2 separate regions of the Gasterosteus aculeatus genome follow, and region 2 is linked to region 1. The links are chromatin contacts, called in public Hi-C maps. All regions are on one chromosome and are shown on one strand. Each heading gives the region's core, a stretch centred on a gene start, on an enhancer-like site or on the middle of the called end of the contact. The rest is flanking DNA. Distances are from core to core; before and after follow the strand shown. Region 1 holds the start of matr3l1.1 (matrin 3-like 1.1). Region 2 holds the start of LOC120817995 (transcription factor COE3).

Region 1 (3,476 bases), core at 407-2,906:
GGTTAAGTAAAATAAACTGAACAAATCTTGAACTCAAATGTCATATATGCCGTTTAAAAAAAGTACATTTCTGCCAATGTTCATGTGAAAAAGATCGACGCGTCTGGCGAGGCATTAACATCAAATTTACATAAAGTATTAAATAAAACAATAATCCTTAACAAACATATGAACATAAAATAAGTAAACCTTCACATTCTAAGTATAGAAACATATTTTTAGTACAGTTTCAATTTATCTTTATTTCTACAAACTGAAACGGAATCAGACGAAGATCTCGGTGTTTAACATGCGGTCTGTGGCTCCACCTGCTGTACTCTGCTGTACTACCAGGACTACTACCACTACATGTATATATGTACTACCAGTACTACTGTCCACGCATAGAGCTAACAAAGTGATTCATCACAGTGAATAGTTCACATCATCTTTTATTATTGTTTTGCCTCCTCATGTATAATTTCCTTCATATATATTGTGCTATTTTATCGTGTATTTATACTTTATATCATAGTTCATTTTAAGCATTGATTTTTTATCCATCTTTGGATAAAAACCATGTGATTGACTTGAAAGCTCCAGAACAGAGTAGGAGATGGTATATTACTTTATTGTGTAGATGAATAACATATGTTTTCTTATTTCATCATCAGCATGACCAAATATACTTGGACATATTAAGTACAGTTCAATTTTGAAGATTTGAAGAGAATTTAGTAATTGGACAAAATACTGATATATACAGGTTTTTTTAATTGTTTCTGTCTTAAACTATCGACGGTTATGATATGTCATTAATTACACGTTGAGTCTTTCAGACATTGTTTTTCTATACAAGGTTTCAAATTCATTACTTTCACTTGTTGAGTTACCTTTAGTCTATTTCATGGCCCTTTTATTTACTGTATAAATGAAGAATGTTTAATAAATTGATCTTGATTGGGTCTGAAAATGCTCCTAATCCGCCACCTGGTGGTTAAAACCGACAACATGTTAATTGTCCCATTTCCCCCCCCCAAATTTGGTCTCATTTTATCTTCATTTGTATATATTGACAAGCATATTCTGAGGGAAAGATTCATTAGACAATTAATTCAAATTAAGAAGTAAATTAAAAATAATTACTTGAAGTGTGTCTATAATATTATGAACATAGATTCCATCCTGGCCAATATGCAAAGTTAATGTAATAACAGGGTATAAAATAAAAGAATGTGTAAGTTTAAATAAGGATGCATCATCAATATTCTAAAAGTCAATCAACCAGCATCGGGCAAGAGACGGTCGTCAGTCAATCAGAGCTGACAGAGAATTATTCTCACATTTATACACCTATGGGCAATCTTCATCATCATCAAGTAACCTAAACCCCGACTGCGGGAAGAGGGATATCCAGAGAGAACCCATGCAGAGACGGGGAACTTTATTTTTTATTTTACAGTATTAAATCATATACACGTAAAATATTGGTTTATTCTAAAAATATGATTACATATGTATCTCTTAGAAACACCCTATATTTTATTTATCTTTCTAGATATATGTATATATATATATATATGTCTGCGTGAATATATATATATAAACATATATAATATTGCACTCTAATTAAGGTATTTAAAAAAATGTTTTACTTATTCAATTTTGCTTTACCTCATTATATAGAGGTTCCAATGTGCCCTCCGCAACAGCAGGTGGGGCTAAACAAATTACCACAGAAGAAGAAGAAGAAGAAGAAGGCCGCTTCGATGACGTAGCTAGCTTGTCACAACAACAATAGCTCGACGACTTTCTGACTTCGGCTTCGCTCAAACGACGTTCTCACGCCTGAGCGTTTTTTTACCGGCTGACTTTAGAAAGGGAATTTGCCGGTGACTTTACTGAGTATTTCATTTGGGGTAAGTCTGCTGCTGTTGTCTCTGTACGTTAACGGGGGGGTTGTTAGCCGTTAGCTAACTGCGCAGAGCATAATGTATGCTAGGTACGTTAGAATGAGGCTAACACTGTTAGCCTAACACTGTTAGCCTCATTCTAACATATTTTTGAACGCTTTGAAGGTGTAAGTATTTCTTAACACAGAAACACTTATCACAAACATTCAACATAAACACTTAAAAGGAAACATCATCTTTCGGTTTATCACAAATATTCAACATCAACGCCAACCAGCGTAAGTAATATATGAAGATATTGCTATTAGTTTCATCACGAAACGATATGTAACGTTAGGACGTTCTCACTTGTTTCTGGAGATTATGTTGATAGCGTTAAATGACGATCTCTGATGGTAGTTCAATGTTTTAACCCTTTCAGGGCCATTGTGTTTTTTTCTTTTTCTTGCGGTCAAATTGTAAAGATGCATTTGGCTACTTTAACACTTTGGTAAGAAGTTTTAAAGTTGTATTTAAAACACCGTGCTTGCTAATTTTCTTCGCGTCTCATATGTCAAAAAGGTACCATTCCCTCTCCCGTGTACTCACTCACCTGATCAGTTGGTGTTGCTGAGTATTTTTCCCCTCAAGACGAACGTCCACACCATTTCTGCCGATTTTACATCTCCTGTCTTCCCCGACACCTTCTGTCTGCAGAATACGCGCTGCCCCCCTTCCCCCCGAGCGTTTCTACTTCCATCATGTCTCACAACTACCTGTTCAGACCACCTGCGGGCGACTCCGATCGCAGACCTGATCGTGGACCGCGCGCTTCTCCAGACCGCCGGCACCCTTCTCCAGACCGCCGGCAGGGTCCATCGGGCCGCCGGAACGCCTCATCGGGCCACCGACGCGGCTCTCCAGACCGCCAGCCCGCCTCTCCAGACCGCCGTTACTCCTCTGCGGACCGCCGCCAGGCTTCATCGGGACGCGACTTTTACAGGCCGCCTCTGGAGTCCTTGTCCGTGTCCCACCCGCCCACATCCTTTTCCTCCAGAGGGGCTCAGTTGGCTCAGGATGGCGCTCTCGGCATCCTGAACAGCTGCGGCCTAGAGCCCGCCGACCTGGCGCTGCTGGCCGAGCTTCCTGAAGACGTCCTCACCGTTGAGTCCCTGCCCCAAGTCCTCCAGCAGATCAAGGGAAAGCGGGGGACCGTCAAATCGCATCCTTCTGGTAGTCGTCCTCCTTCTTACTCCTCGTCTTCCTCTTACACACCCAGCTCCTCCCGTCGATCCAGCGCCAACCCTGCAGCTGGCGAGTGGGATCATCCCCGCAGCCAGCCCGCCCATTTCCCTCCCAAAGAGGTAACACAAAGAGGTCCTCTTTCACCTGAGCTGGACCGCTGGGGGAATCCCAATCCTGGCAGCTCAGTGAGAAAACAACCACCGTCACTATTGTCACTTGTGGTGGACTACAACTACAGACCAGGACCTTCTGATAATAGTAAAACCGCCAGGAACGCCAGTCCAGTATTCTCTCAGGACTACAACCACAGGCCGGGACACTCTGATCTTAGCCATTCTGGTCCAGTTTCATCTCAGGACT
Region 2 (3,476 bases), core at 501-3,000, 200 kb before region 1:
GAGAGGGTTCCATTCCAGAGGAGGTTCAAAGGGGCTCTCTGAGGCCTCTGGGTTCTTGGATGGGTTCCTCAGGCTTTATATGACGTCCTAGGAGTCTGCAGAAGGTTCTGGTTTCATCAGACAGAGGTTCTTGTCATTTAAAGGGGAGCCAGGAGCCTTTGGGCCCAGGGCCTCTTTAGTGGGTTCCACAGGTATCTCAGGCAATCATAAGGGGGTTCCAAGAGGCCTGTTGGGTTCCAGGTGTTTTAAGGACCTCTAATACTTGGTCCTGTATCTCAGGGTCTGATGTTCCAGGAGGTCTTGAATAGATTTGAGCTCACAGTTCCAGATGGTTCTACAGCTGATGCTGTCTTATTGTCACGTTTGTTCATTTATTTATTCAACCTTGATAAATAAAATAAAATCAAGTCAAGTGAACCTTGTTTTTAAATACAAGCATCTCATTCGAGTCGTTCCTGGCATGTTGTGTGAAAATGTGATATTCAAAGAAAAACACCAGTTTTATTGATTTAATGAAGTGTACCAGATTTTAGAAGAGAACATGTAGTAATACTAATAATAACAATAACATAATTATATCCCGAACAGTAATGCTAATTAATAAAGATGATTTATTTTAATAAGCCTGTTGCCTTCTGGTTTGTAATCCTCTTCTTCCTCCTCTTCCTCCTCGGCATGTTCTCGTTGACTTTCTCCCCGCACACGGATCTTTTTTTCGGGCTTCCAGACGCTTCTGGGTCCCTGGAGGAAAAGCAGCGGGCTAAAGGAGGATAAATATTTAATCAGCGCTGCTCTAGAGTTTGTGCTTAATTAGAGGAATTCTGCTCCTGCCACGAAAATGAACAAAAAAATGACTGCTGGAGATGTCAAGCCCCCCCACCCAAAAAAAGCAGAAACATCAAGAGGCGTGATCAGAACCACACAAACAGTTATTATTTTGAGAGTGATTGATCTAAATTATACGACTAAAGAAAAAATATATACAAGTGTGAAATAAAACACTGAAACGCATCGTTTTAGCGCTGCCTGTGTGTGTGTGTGTGTGTGTGTGTGTGTATGTGCGCGTATGGTTGTGTGTGCGTGTGGTTGAGTTAGAGAGACCGCGCCATATGTCCGTGCGTAAAACAGAGCGCAAATTGGTGCCAAATCCGCGCGTCGCTCGTGTCAGTCATCCTAACGGCGGGATGACAGAGGAGATTATTCCACATGAAACCTGTTAACCCCCCCGCCTGCAAAAAAGAGAAGCGAAGTGAAGGAAGCCTGAGCTTCTTCTGAGGAAACGAATACAGATCCGAGCTTCAGTATGTCGGTCGTGTCTCGCTGAGGAGAATCTGACGCGGAAGGTTTGGATGTTTGACGGAATTGAACCTCGTGCCGACAGATTGAGAAGCCGCATATTAACACAAATAAAAAGTCCTCTAAATGAGCTCGTGAGTTGTTGCGTGAAGCTGCCGAACGTCACGTGTCGTAATCAATGCATTTGATCACCCGTATGTTCGCCTCATTAGCTGACATATCTCCTTCTTCCACTTTTTAAAAGTTTCATGTTTTAGCTGTGCACGCGGAAACCCTTATTTGGCGTGCCTTTTCTTTCTTTTTTTCTCTCTCAGCCGTGACGCAACGCGGCTTCAGCCCAATGGGGCTCCAGAGGTGCGACCGATATGCAAACGAGCAGCCCTTATTTGGGCGTGTCCCCGCCCCCTCGCCGATCCGCGCCGGTCCCGCGGGAGGCTCCGGAGCCTCGGACCCCGGGAGAAGGAGCTCTCCGCCGGGACGGAGGAGCCATAAAGAGCCGGGGAGGGAGGGGGATGAGATTTTCTCGCTGCCCAATCCCCCTGTTCCCCCGGGAGCGAGCAGCCTCCCGCGCTCCGTCCCTCCCTCTTGTTTGCTAATCATTTCATTTTACTCCTTTTTGAAGCGGTGGCTTGTTTTTTTATCCCACTTTTCATTTCTCCACAATCCGCGGCTGCTCGCCTCCCTCTGATCCCGCTCTCCACGCTGCGTTCTCCCGGCGTCAGGCTCTGGATCCCGGTGATTCTCGCCTCTCTGACTCTCCCCCCTCACTCTCTCTCTCTCTCTCTCCCTCTCTCCCTCTCTCCACCTTTCTCTGCCGGCTCCTCGGAGATGCTCTCCCCGCTCTCCGCTCCTCTCTCCGCCCTCTTTTAACTTCACAGAGCCGCCGGTTTTCTAAAGCGCAGAGTGCTGCGGAGCCGCGGCTGGGATCTAAAACCACCCCGCAGAAACCCAGGGGGATCCCGGACTCTTCTTTGGACCAGGACCCTGTACTTTGGGGAAGCGTGTCCTCCACCCCTCCTGCTCCACTCCCTCCGCATCGCTCCTCTTTTTCTCCACCTTAATCCAGGTGGTCCTTTGGCTTTTTTTTTGGAGTGTTGGGTACAAGGAGGATTATTCGTCTTCTTTCTTGTTTCTGGTGAAGACAAAGCTCCCAGAAGGACACTTTGATGTTCTCCATCCAGGACAGCCTCCCCCGGGGGGCCCTGACCATGAAGGAGGAGCCGCTCCCCACCGGCATGACCCCGGTCCGCTCCTGGATGCAGGGCGCGGGGATTTTGGACGCCAACACAGCGGCCCAGAGGTAAAAAAAAACAAAAAAAACCCAAACACACACAATCAAAGCAACAACAAATCCCCCCAAAACTATGCAACTTGTCGTGTCTCCGCGCGCCGCTCGGAAGCAGCTGGACCCCCAGAGTCTCCGCGCGCCTTCCCCTAAAATACACGTGAAAGTTACCGGATTCTGATCAGAATTCACTACTAAAAGCAGAATGTGTTTGGACAAAGGTCACGAACTGCAGCTCGTTTCTCCTTCAGGCTTCAGGGTGGAGGTGTCACTTTGGGTGGTGGTGTCAGGGCGTCACGTTGCCTCCTCCTGTCCGGGGGACCCGGGTTCGCGTCTGGGGTCCCCCGCACTCTTCTTCGCGGTCTTAATAAACCGAAACTGCTGAATGATTGTTTCCGTCGCGGCTGATTATTGATTATTGAACTCACCGAATCCCGACACGCGGACACGCCGCGCGCGCGCGCACCGCGCACCGCGGAGCGGTGGCTCGGCTCCGTTTCTCCGGAACTCCTCCAGAACATTTCAAAGGTTATTCCATTCAATCCTTGTGAGATGTAAGACTTCATTATTTAATGAAATCACTGCGGGTTTTTCTCCACTGCTAAAATCTCTAATCATGCGGCGGGTCAAATAGAAACACGATGTTTTATTTATGAACACAGTCAAGGAGGAAATAAATCTTAATGTAAGTGGGTCACAGGTTAAATTAAAGCTTCTCAGACGCAGCGTAACATGTTTCACTTTGACATTAAGCGTTTTATTTCTACTTTAGCTCTGAAATGTTTTCACGATTCAATAAATTATTCTAAAGCGGTAATCTGAATGACTCAAAATCCCAATTTTAACAGTAAAATATTGATGTAATTTAAATAAAAATAAGAGTGGGTTTAGAAAG

The links. Hi-C and Micro-C count contacts between places; a contact is called where the count stands out from the background.
Region 2: a contact with region 1 is called in a Hi-C map of liver, with 4 times the contacts expected there. The contact joins the promoter of LOC120817995 here to the promoter of matr3l1.1 in region 1. A contact is called at or near these places in 5 of 6 Hi-C or Micro-C datasets (liver, skeletal muscle, tail fin and 1 more).

What each region holds. Positions count from the first base shown.
Region 1 is chr4:4,729,232-4,732,707 of fGasAcu3.hap1.1, reverse strand. matr3l1.1 (matrin 3-like 1.1) reads left to right here and starts at 1,656. Exons shown (of 20, transcript XM_078100548.1): 1 at 1,656-1,898.
Region 2 is chr4:4,931,383-4,934,858 of fGasAcu3.hap1.1, reverse strand. It overlaps LOC120817995 (transcription factor COE3), which reads left to right and starts at 1,750. Exons shown (of 16, transcript XM_078100553.1): 1 at 1,750-2,596. The coding sequence starts at 2,463.